Regions from separate parts of the Zea mays genome. Here region 2 is linked to region 1. The links are chromatin contacts, called in public Hi-C maps. All regions are on one chromosome and are shown on one strand. Each heading gives the region's core, a stretch centred on a gene start, on an enhancer-like site or on the middle of the called end of the contact. The rest is flanking DNA. Distances are from core to core; before and after follow the strand shown.

Evidence for each region. Hi-C and Micro-C count contacts between places; a contact is called where the count stands out from the background.
Region 2: a contact with region 1 is called in a Hi-C map of bundle sheath, with 3 times the contacts expected there. The contact joins the promoter of LOC100273451 here to the promoter of LOC100284319 in region 1. A contact is called at or near these places in 2 of 25 Hi-C or Micro-C datasets (bundle sheath and leaf).

Annotation. Positions count from the first base shown.
Region 1 is chr1:100,987,825-100,992,352 of Zm-B73-REFERENCE-NAM-5.0, forward strand. It overlaps LOC100284319, which reads right to left and starts at 2,235. Exons shown (of 1, transcript NM_001157214.2): 1 at 753-2,235. The coding sequence starts at 2,089. The coding sequence ends at 1,451.
Region 2 is chr1:101,152,437-101,156,377 of Zm-B73-REFERENCE-NAM-5.0, forward strand. LOC100273451 reads right to left here and starts at 2,098. Exons shown (of 5, transcript NM_001147888.1): 1 at 1,624-2,098; 2 at 994-1,259; 3 at 762-879; 4 at 8-216. The coding sequence starts at 1,977.

The DNA of each region.
Region 1 (4,528 bases), core at 985-3,484:
ACCAGAACTGTGGGCCGAGGCAGCGGCCCAAACACGACATGGCTTCCGTGCTGGATCGGTCCGGCACTATTAAATGGATCATGCTTTGAGCCAGCCCGTTAGGCACGACCCATTTGACCATTTATACCCTCTATGTCACGCTACTCGAAGGGAGGGATTGCTCCCCCCTCACACGTAATCTCCTCCCATTTTGTTAATCACGAATTTTGTCTGCAACTAACCTTTTTATGCTTTATCATCTGATAATAATGTGTATTAAGTACTACAAATATTATATATTTTCTTTCAAACTTTAAAAATTGATATAAAAATATCAAATGACTATAGGAAGAATAGTAGGAGAGAAGAAATAGAGGAACTATACTTAAGGAGGAGATATTTAAATATGAATTCAATACGAATATGGGGATTTGGGGAGGGAACCATTGAAATCAGCCATAGAGATGGATGTCGAATGCAACAGAGATAAATGTGGGATGTGTTGGGTTGAGTGTTAACTCCCGAATATAATACAAACCACCAGAAAAGCGCACCAATCTTAAATCAACATCGACGGCCACCACATCACATGAACAGAAGAGTGATTTTAGGCGAATGTTGAATATAAAACGTGTACAGATAAAAACTGTTTGGGAGCTGCAACAGAAAGATGGTGACATCCGTATCCATTGCATGAAAACAAAACAAGCGTCGGCCTAGCTTATCTGACGCTTGTTCCCAAACGCTGTACACGTAGCAGGAAAATATGGCAAGAGACAAAAACACCCTGCCAGGCTTAAGCATCTCAAGACAGTATTGCACCAGTACGATTTAAGGAATCGACGAGGTTTGCCATGTCTACTACTATGCTTGAACTACCTGAGATTTATATTTTACTCAAATATATGGTGTATACCTGCACGAAAACACAAAGAACCTTGTTGGAAAAAAAGAGGATGGACCACTACAATGTTCCTTGCATTCTCAAATCAGTCAACAAGTTCGGCTGCAACAACGACATTAGCCATGCATAGTCATCATCGGTGAACAACTGCTAAGACATGACTGGAACTTAAGGACAATTGATCAGTGATCCAGTAGCGCTAGCAATCTAAGAGGATCGAATTAGGCATGGATCACATGCCTCAAGATAGCCACATCAAACATGCAATGCAAAGACATATGAGAAGCAGCAATTCCTAAGGAATGATTCCAATCACATAAAGCAGGAATTAACCAAATTCTGGAAGAAGTAAAGATGAAAAGAAGGAATCTAGGAGATGAAAGAGAGATTATTACAGGTCGCGCCCTTGCAATCACACCTAATTTAGGCTGACCCGGCCCCTCCTTGTCCAGTCCAAATCCATCCATGATCAGATTTAATTCAGAGAAACCCTTTCCCAGAGAATTGAAATAACAGAAACGCACAAAACTTGCTGTTGCTTTCTTCCCTTGCCGATGGCAGCCGCCGCTACTCCGCCGGCCGCGGCAGAAGGACGGAATTGGTGGTTGCGGCGGCCTCGGCGGCGTTGGCCTCGGCGACGGACTTGAGCTTCTGGAGGTTGAGCCTGATGACGGTGTCGGCGAAGAGGCGGGTGTCGTCCTCGGTGTTGCCGTCGGGGACGTCAACGACGTAGGACTCGAGCACGACGGTGCAGATCGCGGGGTCTGCGAGCTCGGAGACGGTGGTGACGGAGCGGTAGTTCCGAAGGCGGTGCTCGCCTCCGGTGATGGAGAAGCCGAAGACCCTAGCGGCGTCGTCGAGTAGGTCGAGGCGCTCGGTGCTGGTGCTAGCGGGCAGGCCCGAGATGACGCTGACCTCGCGGAGGCGGCCGGGGCAGAGGGCGTCGCCGGCTTCGGGGTCTGGGCGGAGCGCGCAGCTCCGGATGAAGTGCTTGTACACCTGCGGGCAGTCGAAGCGGCGGACGACGGCCCAGACGGCCTCCGGCGGCGCGTGGATGCGCTGCGCCAGCAGCGAGGAGCATTGACCCTCCCCCACGGCGTAGCGGTGGTGCGCGTCCACCGTCGACCGCAGCTGCTCGTACTCCGCCGCCGTCAGACCCAGCCCCGCCGGCACCTCCGCGTCCCCGCCCGCACCCTGCTGGTCCATCGCCTCGATTGGATTCGCTGAGATGATTAGGGAAGGGGAGGGGAGGAGAGAAATGGGGAGCTGGAGTGCGAGTATGTTTAATACACGGCGAGCAATGGGGAATTGGTATCTGTGCTTTCTACCATCCCTCGCTCCCTGTCTTGCTGTTGCTAATTTGCTAGCCACCTTTGCCCACTTGCGTTCACTCGACGCTCTCCCTTTTAGAGCCTTTTTAGCCTATATCTCTAGCTATACATGTTGAAATCCAAACAGATCGGACCAACCCGGCACGAATCCGTCTTTGGCCCGGCTTGTTTAGGCTCGACCCGTTTAGGTCTGACTAGCTAACAGGTTGTGCCACTATGTGCCAGACCATGGTAATCGCGTCTTAGGCCTAAGCACAGTACAGATTGGTCCACATCGTACCGAGCCTGTCCGAAGTCCATGGTGCTTGAACAAAGTGCGAAGAAAAATGAGCAAAAAGAGGCTTGTGTGGGGTTCAAACCATGGTGGGACGGCTTCAAAAGCTTAGCTGCACTACTCTAGACAATTGAGTCATGGTTCATTTGTGTTTAAGGGGGTGTTTGGGAACAAAGTTTTTCTGCAGTTTTGGAAGAATACTGCAGTATTCTCAAATACTGCAGTATTATATACATAATGGTGTTTGGCAAGCTGGGTAAAATCTCTGTTTTCAAAACTGAAGTATTGCAAATACTATAGTTGTTTTAAGGCATTCTAAACTTAGCTCTAGACCTCAGTTTTCAAAACTGCGGTATTATAAACTACAGTATTGTCATAACTAAAGTATAGTATAGTATTTCAAAAACTGTGGTTTTCAAAAACTTTGTTCCCAAACAGGGCCTAAATGATTATAGTTGTTTCTAATATACACAAATATGCAATGCAAAATAAAAAAATAAATCGAGTCGTGCTCGGACCAGCATGTCGTGACACACCAATGGCCTAAGCATGGCACGAATAACGAGTCGTGTCGTGCTCAGGACGGACTAAAATCGTGTCGTGCCACGGGGTGCCAGGTAGGCACGACCCTCCTCATACACATATTAAACTTCACTCTACGAACAATATAGTCTACATTACAAAACAGTATTTTAGGTGACTATATAGGTGAACTGTTGGACACGGTTTTAGGAGTATAGTTGCATTGGATGCAGTCATGCCGAGACATCTAATATAGGACACGTATTTTCTGCTCTAATGCCCACGGTCAGAGTTGTACAAAACAACCACTCATATGACTCAACATTCTCATTGAAAGGAAAGTCGACGACATCAAGACACGCCCTACGCAAAGGAATGTGTCGTCATATAGAATACTCGTTCCCCTTACCCGGCCGAGGATCTGGAAATCCTGCCACATCTCCTGCTCCTCCTGGTCGTCGAGGGCGAACGCCGGCTCGCCATCCGGGGAGTTGCAATCTAGCCACATGAGGCATGGACCTCCCAGCTTGAAGGGATTCCTCTCAATGGTGAAGATGGCGGTGCTCTCCTCCTCGTTAGGGAAGAGCGCAGTGCGCACTAGGACCGGGACCTTGGGCCACCCGAGGGACCGACTTTGTGGTCGTCAGCCACCCCCTTACCCCGGTCGAAGGCCGGAGAACTGGGAATGGAGATCGCCGGTGTCGATTTGCTAAGAAAACAATTTGCATATGATAGTGCGCATCCGTAAAAGGTGAAAATATCATATTGTATTGGTTTATGCTATATGTTACGTGGATTGACACTAAATCACCAAATAACTATAATTATTTCTACTTGCAGCATCAGAGAAAAATATGTAGAGTAACTTTACATTGTAATCCACAACAAAATCATAGAAAAAGGCATAATTTGTCTATTTCTTTCTCTCCATTTGTGCCACAGATAATTGAGAATTTGCATTTTTTTCCTTAAGTCCCCAATAGTAGTTCTGTATGTCCCACTACATGCATTCAACATTATCAAATCCATCACAAACTTGTAAAGTCTACATGCTTGCGAGGTACCGATATTTGCCTTGTGGCTTGTGAATCTTGGCTCTTTGACTGAAAATTCTGGATTAGAGAATGAATTTTATCACATGAGATTAGATCTAAGCATGGGTGACCTGACCCGACCCGCCTGGAAAAAACTTGACCCAACCACTGCAACTGGCATGTACGGGCTATAGTTTTTGACATGCAACAATCCATGGGTTGAGCACATGCCATGATTTTTGACCCAAAACCCGACCCAAAGCCAAAAAAACCCAACCTGACATGCCCAATAGAGAAGCACGGGACAATCTGACCGACCCAACACTAGACACGGGTCAAGTACGAGTCATGCCAAACAACCCACAACTCGACCTTGACCCGACCCAAACCCAACGTTTGAACAAGTCTACATGAGATTAGACCATGGTTATGGTCCACAACAAAAGAAGCGATATATTACCTACTATCTTGATTTAACCTCTCA
Region 2 (3,941 bases), core at 848-3,347, 160 kb after region 1:
GTCTCACCGAAAGTCATTGTAGCAACGCTTGATGCAAGATACATCTGATGCAGTAACAGCAATGATTGCACCATTCTTGTGAGCATCTTCACACGCTTGCTTGATAGCTTCAATTGTGTGAGGCAGCTCAAATAGATAACCTTCCACAATTAGTACATTTGATTTAGACACTAAACTGGCCAAGTCTGAATCGTAACTCAGAGTTGACGAAGTACCCTGCAAAGACAGGAAGCGCATGCCACTGTTTGAGCATATATTTGTTGCAGGTGCAGCACAATCTAGATGATTGGCCAATGAATTATACTTTTCCAAAATACAGGCTCATGAATCAAGGATGTATCATTAAGATCACATGATAGTTTTGCTTCCATATTCATACTACTACAAACAATACCATGACAAAAATCCCTGGAAATTTCACTTCATCCTTTGCACATTGATATTCATATGATTTAGATATGGTATAGACTCTTAAAGCTATCTCCAATAGCTTACCCATTCTCATATTCAAACTTCACTGTGCGAACAGTGCAGTCTACAGTACATAGCAGTGTTTTTGGTCACCATGTGGGTGAAATGCTGGAGACGGTCTAAGAGGCCAGATAGTGAACTGTTTAATGTCCAGACACAAGTTGGTGCCCTGAGGTGTCTAAAGAGTGTAAAGAGGGCTGGGAAAGCGCAGTAAGCAAGTGTAACTGAAATAATATCTGACAAGTTCAGATATAGAAGAGTTGTCAGCAAAGGAAGTAAAAGGAATTGACCTGATACGCAAGCATAGTACGCTGTGCATCCGGCGTTGTTAGAACAATGACAGTTCCAGTTGTTCCATCTTTGACCGGCTTAGACAGGAAGTGCACATTAGCACGGCGCAACTTTGCCCTAAAAGTGTGATTGAACAGAAAGCATGATGTCAGCCAATACTCTAAAGACTCAGTGCAGAAATAGGACATCATGCAAACCTGCAATAGAAATAGTGACAAATTAGTGAATTACCTGTAGAAACTACCTAGTGGGTCACTGCCCACACTGCCGCCCATCACAATATTAAGCTCAGGGTAGCCAGCAGACTGGCTACTACCAAGCCTTGCCAGCGCAACGAGCGAGTTGGACAGGGAGCCTCCAGCTGCAGCCTTGTAGCTGCATCCATCCATGGCACGCAAGACCCGTCCCCTCTCCTCATGGTTTATGACCTTTCTCGTGCCCTTCTCTATGCCCAATCTGTCAAGGAACTCGTCATCCACCATCCCTGAGAAGTCAACCTATTTGCCCCGCAGAACAGTGACTAGTCAGAATTGATCTTAAGTTCTCAACAACACACCCGTACAGATAGAAGTTTGAACTACTTTTCACAAGTTGCATCTTCCTGATCAATACTTGAGAGGCAAGTAGAGTAACTGGCCCAACAGTTTATTCAGGCATCTAATTATAGTTGTAGCCTAATACGGAGTCAAAGCATCCTGAGTTTGATCAAGTTTATTTAAAGAATATCAATAAATATGGTACCAATAAGTATCATTAGATTCTTCGTTGAATATAGTATTGCATTATATATATCTGGTTTCATAAATATTGATTTTTTTCCTATAAACTGGGGGAGGGGGAGAAGACCAGGGTTGCACGCACCATCGCCTGGCCGAGGCCCAGCACGTCCCATCTCTCTGGCCCAACGGCCGCCGCGGAGAGCTCCACGGCGTCGTCGATCTCGCCCTCCCGCTGCCCCACTCGTAGGACGTGCTCCTCCTCCTCGTCGCTCTCACTGGCGCCGGCGTCCGATAATCCGCCGAGGAGCGCTCGCGCCGCCCAGCCCATCCGGCGCACAACGAGCCGGTGCCAGCTACAGGCGCGCGGGGAATTCCCGGGTCCTCGGCGCGGGGCGAGATGTAGGAGCGAGGAAGGGGGGCGAGAGTCTTGAGAAGAAGAGAAGCGGCGGATGATTCGGGAGGGAGAGGAGACCGTGGAGGCGGTGGTGAGCGCCATTGTGGGTAGCCAGCGCGCCGCGCCGCCGTGGCGTATTTGGTGAGGAAACGGATTGGGGTAATCAGGTCCCGACCCCCGAGATGAGATGGGGGCGCGGCCGGCTGCAGCTGCTGCCTCGCTGCCTCGCTCCCTGTCACTAGAAAAGAGGGGAGAACATATGTATATAATAAATAATAGCCGAAATTATATAAATTAAACAAATAAAAAAGAAGAAATAGACCTATGCGTGACCAGACACGACGAGAGTATGGCTGCCTCGCTCCCTGTCACAAAAAAGAGGAGAATATATATATATATATAATAGCTGAAATTATATAAATTAAACAAATAAAGAAGAAGAAATAGACCTATGCGTGACCAGACACGACGAGAGTACGGCTGTCTCGCTCCCTGTCGCAAAAAAGAGGAGAATATATATATTTATATATATAGTTGTATATTTTGAGCCTCGCCACCCGGGATGGCAGTTGGACCCGTGGGTATGGATACCCGCGGGTTTCGTACCCGGTGGATATGGATAGAAAACTCACCCGCGGGTTCTATCGGGTCGGATACCCGAAATATATCGGGTTGGGTATGGGTAAAATAAATTACCCGCGGGTATCCAGTAGATATCCGAGATATCAATATACCTTTTTAAATGTGATACATCCACTAAAAATTAAGGACCATAATAAAATGGAGCCAAAAAAATACACAACAATCCTGGTTTTGTTGCATGCTGGTTGTTGCTACTTCACCATGGACACAGGCACGACCACGGACTGCTGTTGCTGGCGGCAGGCTGCTGCTACTATACACCATGTCACGGGCTGCTGAAGCTGGTTGCTGCATGATGTTTTTATTTATCAATTTATCATGGCGCATGTGTTGTTGATTAATGAATATTAATTTGTGCTAACAGTCAACTGTAATGTAATAGAGATCAATGAGACATTGACAATGTTATGATTGTCAAATGTCACCTGCTGGAGCTGGTTGCTGCATGATGTTTTTATTTATCAATTTATCATGGCGCATGTGTTGTTGATTAATGAATATTAATTTGTGCTAACAGTCAACTGTAATGTAATAGAGATCAATGAGACATTGACAATGTTATGATTGTCAACTGTCATAAACTCATTAAGTTGAGATATTGTATCGACGTGTAGCTAAATATAGTCATTCTCGTGTTGTACTGGTGATTAGATGGAAACTAAAATATTTTATGTATTTATTATAACACTAACTGAATGTTATTTAGTCTACAGTAACATATCTACTGGATATCTGATACCCGGTGGATACCCGATGGGCATGGGTACGGGTACAGTTTCTCGCCTGATTGGCTTGGTGGGTATGGATATTTGTAGAAGTCTCGGGTATAATTTCGGGTCGGGTATTATTATACCCGAACAAAATCCGACCCCGCTGCCATCCCTACTTGCCACCATTCCTATTCTGCCGCTCCCGTTCTGCCACCATTCCCGTTTCTCATTCTCATGTTCTATCATCTCCCGTTCTGCCACCATTCCCGTTTCTCATTCCCATGTTCTATCATCATTCTATGTTCTGTCATTTCCATTCCCCCCTCCTCGCAAAGCTCATTCACATTCCCCCGTACAGCTCACGTCTAGCTAAAATTAAAAAAACACACATGTCCTCAAGGAGATTTGAACTCGTGACCTCTTAAGCAAAGGCCAAGAGTAGCTACCACTACACCACATGTGTGTTTATGTCAGCATCTATGACAGGAAACACATCTACTACATCTCTTACCAAGCTTACTTGCTACCCTTGCACAATGCGTAGTAGTAGATAAGTATCACATAGATTCTTGAATTATATTTTTGGATGAAGGTAATATTATTTAAAGAAGAGTTTTGCATGCAATTTCTTTTGTTTGAATAATGTTTTATACTTAAATCTCTTTTTTGCATGCATGACATTTATTCTTCGTAATATTTTTTCCATGGATCAGA